2 separate regions of the Mus musculus genome follow, and region 1 is linked to region 2. The links are chromatin contacts, called in public promoter capture Hi-C maps. All regions are on one chromosome and are shown on one strand. Each heading gives the region's core, a stretch centred on a gene start, on an enhancer-like site or on the middle of the called end of the contact. The rest is flanking DNA. Distances are from core to core; before and after follow the strand shown.

Evidence for each region. Promoter capture Hi-C pulls out the DNA fragments that hold promoters and counts their contacts.
Region 1: a promoter capture Hi-C map of macrophages shows a contact between it and region 2, with 8 read pairs. The contact joins the enhancer-like site here to the promoter of 1700037C18Rik in region 2. A contact is called at or near these places in 5 of 39 promoter capture datasets (3T3-L1-derived adipocytes, cranial neural crest, embryonic stem cells and 2 more), 1 of 15 datasets of contacts at CTCF or cohesin (the NIH/3T3 cell line), 3 of 115 datasets of contacts at active chromatin or transcription factors (CD8 T cells, bone marrow-derived macrophages and embryonic stem cells) and 3 of 9 other capture datasets (adipose tissue, liver and pancreatic islet).

The regions. Positions count from the first base shown.
Region 1 is chr16:3,957,031-3,961,020 of GRCm38.p6, forward strand. It overlaps Nlrc3 (NLR family, CARD domain containing 3), which reads right to left. Exons shown (of 18, transcript NM_001081280.2): 5 at 2,361-2,444; 6 at 1,900-1,983; 7 at 239-322. Among named protein-coding and RNA genes, the nearest start is that of Nlrc3, 18 kb to the right of the region's middle. Within about 2 kb of position 2,506, at least 45 of the 459 cell types and tissues checked have an H3K27ac peak or open chromatin away from gene starts, as enhancers often do. A contact at or near this core is called in the NIH/3T3 cell line, bone marrow-derived macrophages and macrophages, where this site is marked.
Region 2 is chr16:3,906,610-3,911,203 of GRCm38.p6, forward strand. It overlaps 1700037C18Rik (RIKEN cDNA 1700037C18 gene), which reads right to left and starts at 2,080. Exons shown (of 3, transcript NM_028484.2): 1 at 1,841-2,080; 2 at 232-585. The coding sequence starts at 1,844. Cluap1 (clusterin associated protein 1) reads left to right here and starts at 2,400. Exons shown (of 12, transcript NM_029738.2): 1 at 2,400-2,544. The coding sequence starts at 2,523. Gm41410 (predicted gene, 41410) reads right to left here and starts at 2,044. Exons shown (of 4, transcript NR_153801.1): 1 at 1,996-2,044; 2 at 295-585.

The sequences.
Region 1 (3,990 bases), core at 1,256-3,755, 51 kb after region 2:
CACTACCTCTGGTGGGTGGTGGGCTAGAAGGGAAGTTAAAGCATTTCAAAACCATCATTAAAAGTAGGTTTTTAAAAACCAAAGCTAAACCTATTCTCTGCAAAAGCAGGTAACATCATGCCTTCCAGGGTCTATACAGGTAGGTCAGAAAGCCTCGAGATTGTCTCCTGTTCTCTCTGTCAGGAGCAAGGCAGAGGCCAGCAGAAGGGAGGGGGCAGTGGGAGTCATGTCCACTCACTGTAGCATGGAGATGGTCTGGTTGGAGACCAGGGCCTCAGCCACGCACATGACACCGTCATCCTTGATCACGTTGCTTTGGAGGCTAAAGAGGCAAGAAGGAGTGTGTTACCAGCAGAGCAAGAGATGCCCAGCAGTGGCCTGAACCCATATTGCAGTGGGCATACCTGCCTTAGAGGCCCAAGACAGGAGGCAACTGACTTCTGTGAAAAGATTTACCAATGACGATGTGACATTTTCAAGGACCATCACCCCTAAGTAGCTGCCCGACAACTAGAAACAAAGTGCCCATGCTACCTACTGGTGTAATAAAGTGAGGTCAAGGTAGTTCCCATTACAATCAAGAGCCATAGCACCCAAGTAACAGTGAAGATGTGGCAAAACTGGAAGCTTCATACTGCTGATGAGAATGTCAACTGGTCCAGCCTCTGTGGAATAGTCTGGCAGTTCTTAACTTAGACTTGCATGTGCCCCAGCAATTCTGTTTCTAAGTATATTCTCCAAAGGATTAAAGGACAAAGGACAGGTACTTGAATACTTCTACACAAATGTCGCAGGCAGCATTATTCACAATAGTCAAAAGATAGAAGCTGGATAAAAGTGTGAAAAAAGACACACTACATGTCTGTCTGCACATGAATGGATAAGCAAACGGTGCTCTGCCCATACAGTAGAATATTATTCAGCTATAAAATGCAAGAAAATACCAATATGCTGCAGTGCTGATGAACTTGAAAACAATATGCTAGTTGAGGAAGACGGACACAAAACTCTTACTGTATAACTCTATTTATATGAAATGTCCAGAATCAATAAATCAGTAGAAAACTTGCTAAGGGCTGGGAGAAAAGGAGAAAGAAAGCAAATACTAACAGTCAAAAACATTTTGAAACTAGACAGAGGTAGTAGTTGCACAATATTGTGAATGTACAAAATGCCAATGAACAATAAACTTCAAAATGATAAAATTGCATAGAATTAAATTTCAATAAAAAAATTTAAATCAACCTTGCCAAGCAGTGGTAGCCCACACCTTTAATTCCAGAATTTGAGAGACAGAGACAGTGGATCTCTGAGTTCAAGGTCAGCCTGATCTACATCGTGAGTTCCAGGACAGCCAGGGCTACACAGAGAAACCTTGTCTTTAAAAAAAAAAAAAAAAAAAAAAAAAACAGACAGAAACACTCTCCTGGTGCTGGGTGTGGTAGTGCACACCTTTAATTCCTTTAATTCCATTACTTAGGAGGCAGAGACAGGTGGAACTGTAGTCTGGCCTACATAGCAAGCTCCAGGTCAGCCAAGGCTACCTAGCCAGACCCTATTTTAGAACAAGAACAACAAAATTTTCCTTTGAATAAGTAGAAAAACAAAAGAAAACAGAACAGTAGTATACCCTCAACTAGACAGATACATCCACAGGCTCCTAAAAGGGACATAGCAAACTATACCAAATGTCATCTTCTGGATGCTTCTGTAGGCTTTTCACTGTCCTGAGAAACCTTGGGGACTTAGAGCAGCACACAGAATTGGAAGAATCTGGGACGTGAAGCTTGATGACATATCCCAAAGCCTCCATGTTTAATCCTCCCCACTTTACAGTATCTCCTGTAGCCAGGATTTTGTCCTCTGGGCCCTTTCCTGGCCAGAAGTGGGACCACATACCTTAGAGAAGTTAGCGTTCGGTTTATCTTCAGAGCATCGGCCAAAGCCTTAGCCCCCGGTGGTCCAATGCTGTTACTCCGGAGGCTAGTAGAAACAAGTGAAGGAAATACTACTGAGGTGGGAAGAGGGGTAAAAATGACACCAACATTTTATGTTCCCCACATAATGAGGGAAGAGAACAGGATGTGATGGTCTAGTGAGCTAAGTGTGGTGATGACAAAGACAGTTCCAGGTCAGGGTCAAAAATTAAGTGTTTGTGAAATGAAGTTCAAGAGACAATCAGTGAGTTTGCTTTCCCAGCTTTCCTGGAAGGACATGTGGTCTGCAAGATCTCAGCCACTGACTATTCTAAACGGGCTGAGTCTGAGAGTGGGAGAAGGGATGGAGAAAGTCAAGATATGTCAAAGACAGAAAACAGCTTAAATTTCTCTTATTCCAGGGGCCCAGAGTGTCCTACTTACTCCAGTGTGATGAGGCTTCTGTTAACCAGGAGGGATCTGGCCAGGGCTTTGGCTCCTTTGTTACCAATCTGATTCTCAGCCAGGCTGCCAGAGGGAAGGGAGAAAAAGGAGAGAGTGCTTATTTCAAGCTTGTGACTCATTGCTTCCTCTTTGATATTAGGCTCATGATTAACCCTTGCTTTCCCAACATCACTCACATGGATATGAGCAGAGACAAAGTGACTGCGGAGCAGAAAGTCAGGATTAGGAAGACCCCTGAGCCTGGGAAGATAGAGTCAGAGTGGGCCAGACAGTCTTCATCCTGACAAAAGGGCCCAAGGAAATTCATCTAGCACCTTGCACAATACATACTTTACAAATGTGCAGTCATGATGTTAGAAGTCTTGCATTTGGGGCCAGGAAGATGGCTGAGTGGGTAAAAGAACTTGCTACCAAGCCTGAAACCTAAATTTGATCTCCAGAACTCAAATAAAGGAAGGATAAAACTGACTCTTATGGTTGTTCTCTGACCTCCACATATGGTCCTGTGGTGTGTGCATTTTTACAACAGAGAGAGAGAGAGAGAGGAGGGGAGGGAGAGGGGGAAAAGGAGGGGGAGGGAGGAGGGAGAGTAGGAGACTAGCACAAATACAATAAATGCAGTAAAAGTCTGAATTACAGTAAAAAGCAAATCCAGTAGATTTGCTGATATTAAAGAGTTCTTCCATATAGACTCTAACCAGTGGCATAATATTCACGTGGCTCTCAAGGAAAAGCAAAATATCAAATGCTGCTGCTGGTTTCTGTGGTTCAAATGCCCCAAACCATGGTGAATTCCAAGTACCCTTAGCTTATGAAATTCCTGAAAAAGAGATAGTGCTCAGAAACGAGTACAAACTACTCTGAGCAGAGCATGGATACTAGCCTTCCTCTAGTACAAAACAACAAATGGCAGAAAATTACCACAAAATTAACTTTTAAGTTTAAAAAAGGCTTGCCTTTCTGTGCCTGGAAAGGAGTTCCAGAGGCATACAGTGGGTCCACTCAGTTTTGCTTCCTGAGTTGAGAACTATTTAGTTCTGTAGCCAACAGCTTAGGATGGAGCTCATCACGAGAATCCCTGCAATGTTTGAGTGGAGTGTCTTCCAAGGAGTTCAGGATCCTGGTACCAGGGCCACCAGGAAGGTGAAGGGAAGCTAAGTGGACCAGGCCCTTCAATGCCAACAGTTCTCCCTTTGTGCCTTTTATTTGGTGCTTTTCAAATGAGCTCCATCACTTAAAAATAAGTCTGAGCCAGGTGTAGTGTGCACACCTTTAATCTCAACACTAGGGAAGCAGAGGCAGGCCTGTCTCTGTGGGCCAGAGACTAGCCCTGTTTACCTGTGAGTTCAAGGCCAGCCAGGACTGCATAGTGATACCAAAAATAAACAAATAAACAAATCGGAATACTAGCCAGGTATAGTGATACACACCTGTTTTCTAGAACTTGGAAGGTTGGGGATCCTGAGTTCAAGGCCTGCCTGGACTACAGAAGACTTTGTTCCCTGCCCTCCAGTGTCAAAACGATTGAAGACCAGCCCACTTTTGTTGGCCCAGGACTTATGTATAAATAATATCTCATAAACAGCCGTGTGTGTTTTTCTGCAGTGGT
Region 2 (4,594 bases), core at 830-3,329:
GACTTCAAAGGACTTATTGTGTACATTGATGTTCTGAATCAATAGTGGGGCACACGGATTAAAAAAAAAATTAAACAAGATCTTGGCCCCTGGAGCATGACATTATTTTAGTGTGTCCTGGCCACTGCATCCTTTCCTAGTTCTTGGCAGAAGGCTAGGAAATGAAAAGGCCCATTTGAGTTCCCTTCAGTCTTTCTTTCGTGTCTTTAGTCCTGCCTTAACAGAGCTTACCTGTATTTCCCAGGCTGTCCCTGGGCAAGTGGGCTTCCAGAAGGGCTGAGCAATGGCTGTTACCTGGACCCAGGGTCCCCTGTGGCAGGTCCAGGGGCCAGGGTGAGCCTTCAGGCCGTGTCAGGCTGCCCCCAGCCATGAGCCGGCCTAGCCAGTGGCTTCCACATTGGCCAGCAGGCTGCATGTGGCCTGGCAGGTAGAGAGCCAGGCTCCGGAGGTGTCGCAGTCGGAAGTTCTTGGGCTTGCTTCCCTGAGCACTGGGGCCCTGCTGCTGCTGGGCCCCCAATCCTCCCTCATAGATGTTGGGTGGTGTGTCAGGGTGGCTGGGGCGTCCTGGGGCCCAGCTCACTGCATCTGCAAGAGAGAGAGAGAGAGCAGGAGGGTGATGGCCAGTGGGAACAGCATCTGGGGGAAATGCAAGTACCAACTCATACGTAGCTTCTACTCCCTGGCTATCCAGTCTTAGTTCCTGTCTATTCCCACTACTCCGCTGCTCCCCTAACAGAGGCGCCCAAGCAGCCCAGGACTTTGGCACTGAGATCCCGTTGAGCACTTCAAGCTCGTTTTGTGCTCTCTACTCTAAAAAGAGTATGCTGGCACCAGTGTATATAAGCACAGTGGGTACAAGAGGGCATGCCTGGCCCAGTCATATAGCCTAGATCAGGAGTTACTCCCTTCCCAAGCATGCACATCCCTGGGCTCTCCCCAGTAGCTTTGGGCCCAGGTTGGGACAGTGTGGCATCTCTGCTGCTGCTCCTCCCTGCAGCCAGGCACCTTCTCTTATTCGAAGCTCAGAGAATGCACAGACCAAGGCTTCCATGGAGGGCCAGTATGGTGGGGGAGGAGTGGCCAGGCCTTCTGTGCAGTAGGGCCTGCTCTCCCCTGTCTAGGGGGTGGATCTGCAGGTCTCCCATAGCAACTGGTCCTTATGATGTCACAGTAAAGACTAGTCTTCCTGGACCTCCTAGTTTGGGAGAGTATGGTATGTCAGGGGCAAGGAGGGAGGCGGGCAAGGGAAGAGACCAGAAACCTAGGGTAAATTTGTTGATGTTAGATTCAGAGCAAGCCACATAAGACAAATTGGCTTTGGTATGCTGGAAAGTCATTCGCTAGGCTTCCTCATTTGTGGCAGGGAGAACGAGGATTTGGAGAACAAACCTGTAGAGATCTGAATCATGCTGAGAAGATGGTTCTGGGTGACACTTGTCTAATTATCCATTTTCTCATAGGTTAAGCAGTATGTAGATAATGCCAATTTTTTTCCTGTGCATTCTGACAAACTGGAACAATTATTCTGCTGGTAGAAATATAAAACTACAGGTTCTTTAGAATCTTAACTCCACCACAACTCTGTTTCATTATAGAAAATTTAGTTCTAGGTTTTACATCTAGGTGTATGAACCATTGTTTTTTACATAGATATTAATTTGCTATGGATTGCTCATTGTTTCAAAACCATTTGTTGCAAAGACTGTTCAAATGCATTGTCCCCCATGTTAGACTAGCCACGAATGTATGGCCCTACCCCACATATTTTTGTCCTTAAGTATCTACTCTTGGTCAGTACCACCGTGTTCTAGCCAAGGGCACCTTTACTTCTTGCACCTACCCATTTTCCTTATCGCCCACCCTTCCTGGCACAGCTCTCCTCTCTCCAGCCCTGCTTTTGTCGCGGTTGTCCTCGACTCGTAGCAGTCACCAAGGAGAGTTCTCTGTAGAGCCTGTGCTGACCCTGACACCCTAGGCGTGGTACACCAGCACTACCTCGCTCCACAGTTTCCAGGGCAACCTCTGGCGCGCGAGTCTGGGCGCCAATTTCCGGCTTGTCGGGAATACTGACTAGCTGTGCGTGCACAAAAGCCTTCCGGGTACAGGTCTCGAATTCTGCCCAGGGTAGGGTATCTTCGTTCCTGTCATTCTGTGGATACTTTATGAGGCTTCGACTGCGGGGTTTAGCTATGCTTTTACAAATACAAAGGAGACTCGGTCACAAAAGGTTATAATGTGCTCCATATATCAGTGAGGTAATGAGAGTTCCAACGGGACCAGAGCCAAAAGCGCTCTCTGAAAGACTATGACGTTGCGCAGCTCGCAAGGTGCTTGGCGCCACCTGTTGGTCTGTGTCCTGCGCTTGCGCTCACCACCCCTCTTCGCTTCCTGTCCTGTTTGGCCTGGTCCGCACGCTGTCCAAGGCCTCTGAGCGTTGCTATAGAGACCGGAGAGCGCTGGGCCTGCGAACTCTACAGAGACGGGCAGCGGCGCCCCAGTGGACTCTTGGGGACCAGAGCGCCATGTCTTTCCGCGACCTCCGCAGTAAGGCTGCACCCGGCTTTCCCGTGGGCTTCCCAGGATCTCGAGACTCCCCTGCCGGACCCCTGCCAGAGCCGTGGGCCCAGGCAGGCCGTGGGTCCCTGGGCCAGCCAGGGGCTGACAGAACTTTACAGCACCTTTGGAAAGTTCGGTCCGTCACTGGCCACGTGTAGCTAGAACACTGGGAATGTGTCTCGAGCCGCTGAAGAACTGAATGTTTAATTTCACCTCATTTTATCTCTGGTTGTCACGGCCACATTTGCAGCCGCATTAGAAAGGTCTTGCGGAAATGGAGACTTCTTCTGCATTTAGTTTGTAGAAAGAACCAGTAAAGCCGAGGAAGTGGCCGGATGAATGGATGGCTAGTGCTGCTAGGTTGTTTTGTTCATTTTTGAGGGTTTGTTTTGTTTGTTTGTATGTTACAATCTGTCACATGCTGTCCTCTATGTGGGCAATATTTCATTTACTCCTAGCAGGTTTGTGCCCTGGTTAGAGATGAAACAGGCAGCAAGAGGTCAAAGTAATTGAACGAGTTGCTTTAGAGTTTGAATCCAGCTTGCCTGAATGCCAAATACTGGGCAGAGAACTTGGCTAGAGAGTGGGGAAGCAGACTACTCTTACTCGTTATACTCTTTGGGGGAAACATCCTTTTTGTGGCAGGTGATTATATTTCACCCTTATTGTTCCTAGTTTTAACTGCAAGTTAAGTAGTATAGCTACCCCTGGTTCACACAGCTAGAGTGATGGGACTGTGTGACCTAAAAAATCTTACTTCACTTACAGAAGAGTAGCAGCTATTAGGGTCGTGTTGTCTAGGGTTTGAGGGTATTTGAAACAGTGTAATTATGACTGTCCCACGTAGTTTTTGATGAGGCTGGCACTTTACTGGGATCATTGAATAGTGATCATTGTACTGGAAAGAATATTTAAAAGGAGTATTTCAGAATTTATACTGATTTATATTTTTTTACCTTAAATAAATGCTGTATAGTGTGTAATCTATGAGACTGTCACCATTTATAACAGTGGAGAACTTGATAGCTACTACTTAGCTAAAAGGAGTGTTTAGGCAAAACCTGACTTTTTTCATAGAGGTATAAGGAAAAGCTGCAATATAAAGGGTATACATATATGGGATATATGTGTGTGTGTGATATAAGGGAAAGAAATAAGGGAAGGATGCTTCCTATCTTTCTACCATCTCTTCGTGACCTAGCAGAGTCTGCCTGCCCTGCTTTGTTGCCCAGATAGATTGTTTGGAATGCTGAATGTACATTTTGAATACCCGTAAGCATGAGTAGACATTACATTGCCAGGAACCATGGTCAAGATCTCAGCATATTGTAAGAACTCAGAAATGTTGGTTGTTTTCTTGCTTTCTTGCTCTCTTTTACTTGTTTTTCAAGACAAGGTTTTTTCCTGTCTTGAACAACAGCCCTGGATGACCTAGAACTTGTTTCATAGACCAGGTTAGCATCAGGTTCACAGAGGTCCATCTGCCTCTGCCTATGAGCACTGGGATTAAAGGTATGCAGCACCACGCCAGGCTTGGTTGCTCATCTGTAAGCCTCGCTTTCTTCATCATTGTTTTCTCCTTTCTTTCAAGCAGTGTGGCTTTGTTTTAGTTGCTCCCAACTTAAAATATTACTGTTTACTAATCTTTGGTTTTTCGAGACAGGGTTTCTCTGTGTAGCCCTGGCTGGCCTGGACCTCACTCTGTAGACCAGGCTGGCCTCGAACTCAGAAATCCGCCTGCCTCTGCCTCCCAAGTGCTGGGATTAAAGGCGTGCACCACCACGCCCAGCTTGTTTACTAATCTTTTTTTTTACAGTAAATCTAAATACTGCAGATAGTTCAGCCATTCTCTTATTAAATTTTCTCTGACTATAAAGTAATTGATCTTTAAAATTTATGTCATGAAAATCATATATGGTCACTGGAGGAAAAAAAACAATGTATAATCTTGTTCTAACAACGTGTTTTTCTCATGTTTTATGAGGCTAGGTAATTTTTATTTTGGATAGCAAAGAGGCAGCTACCAGAGAGAAATTAA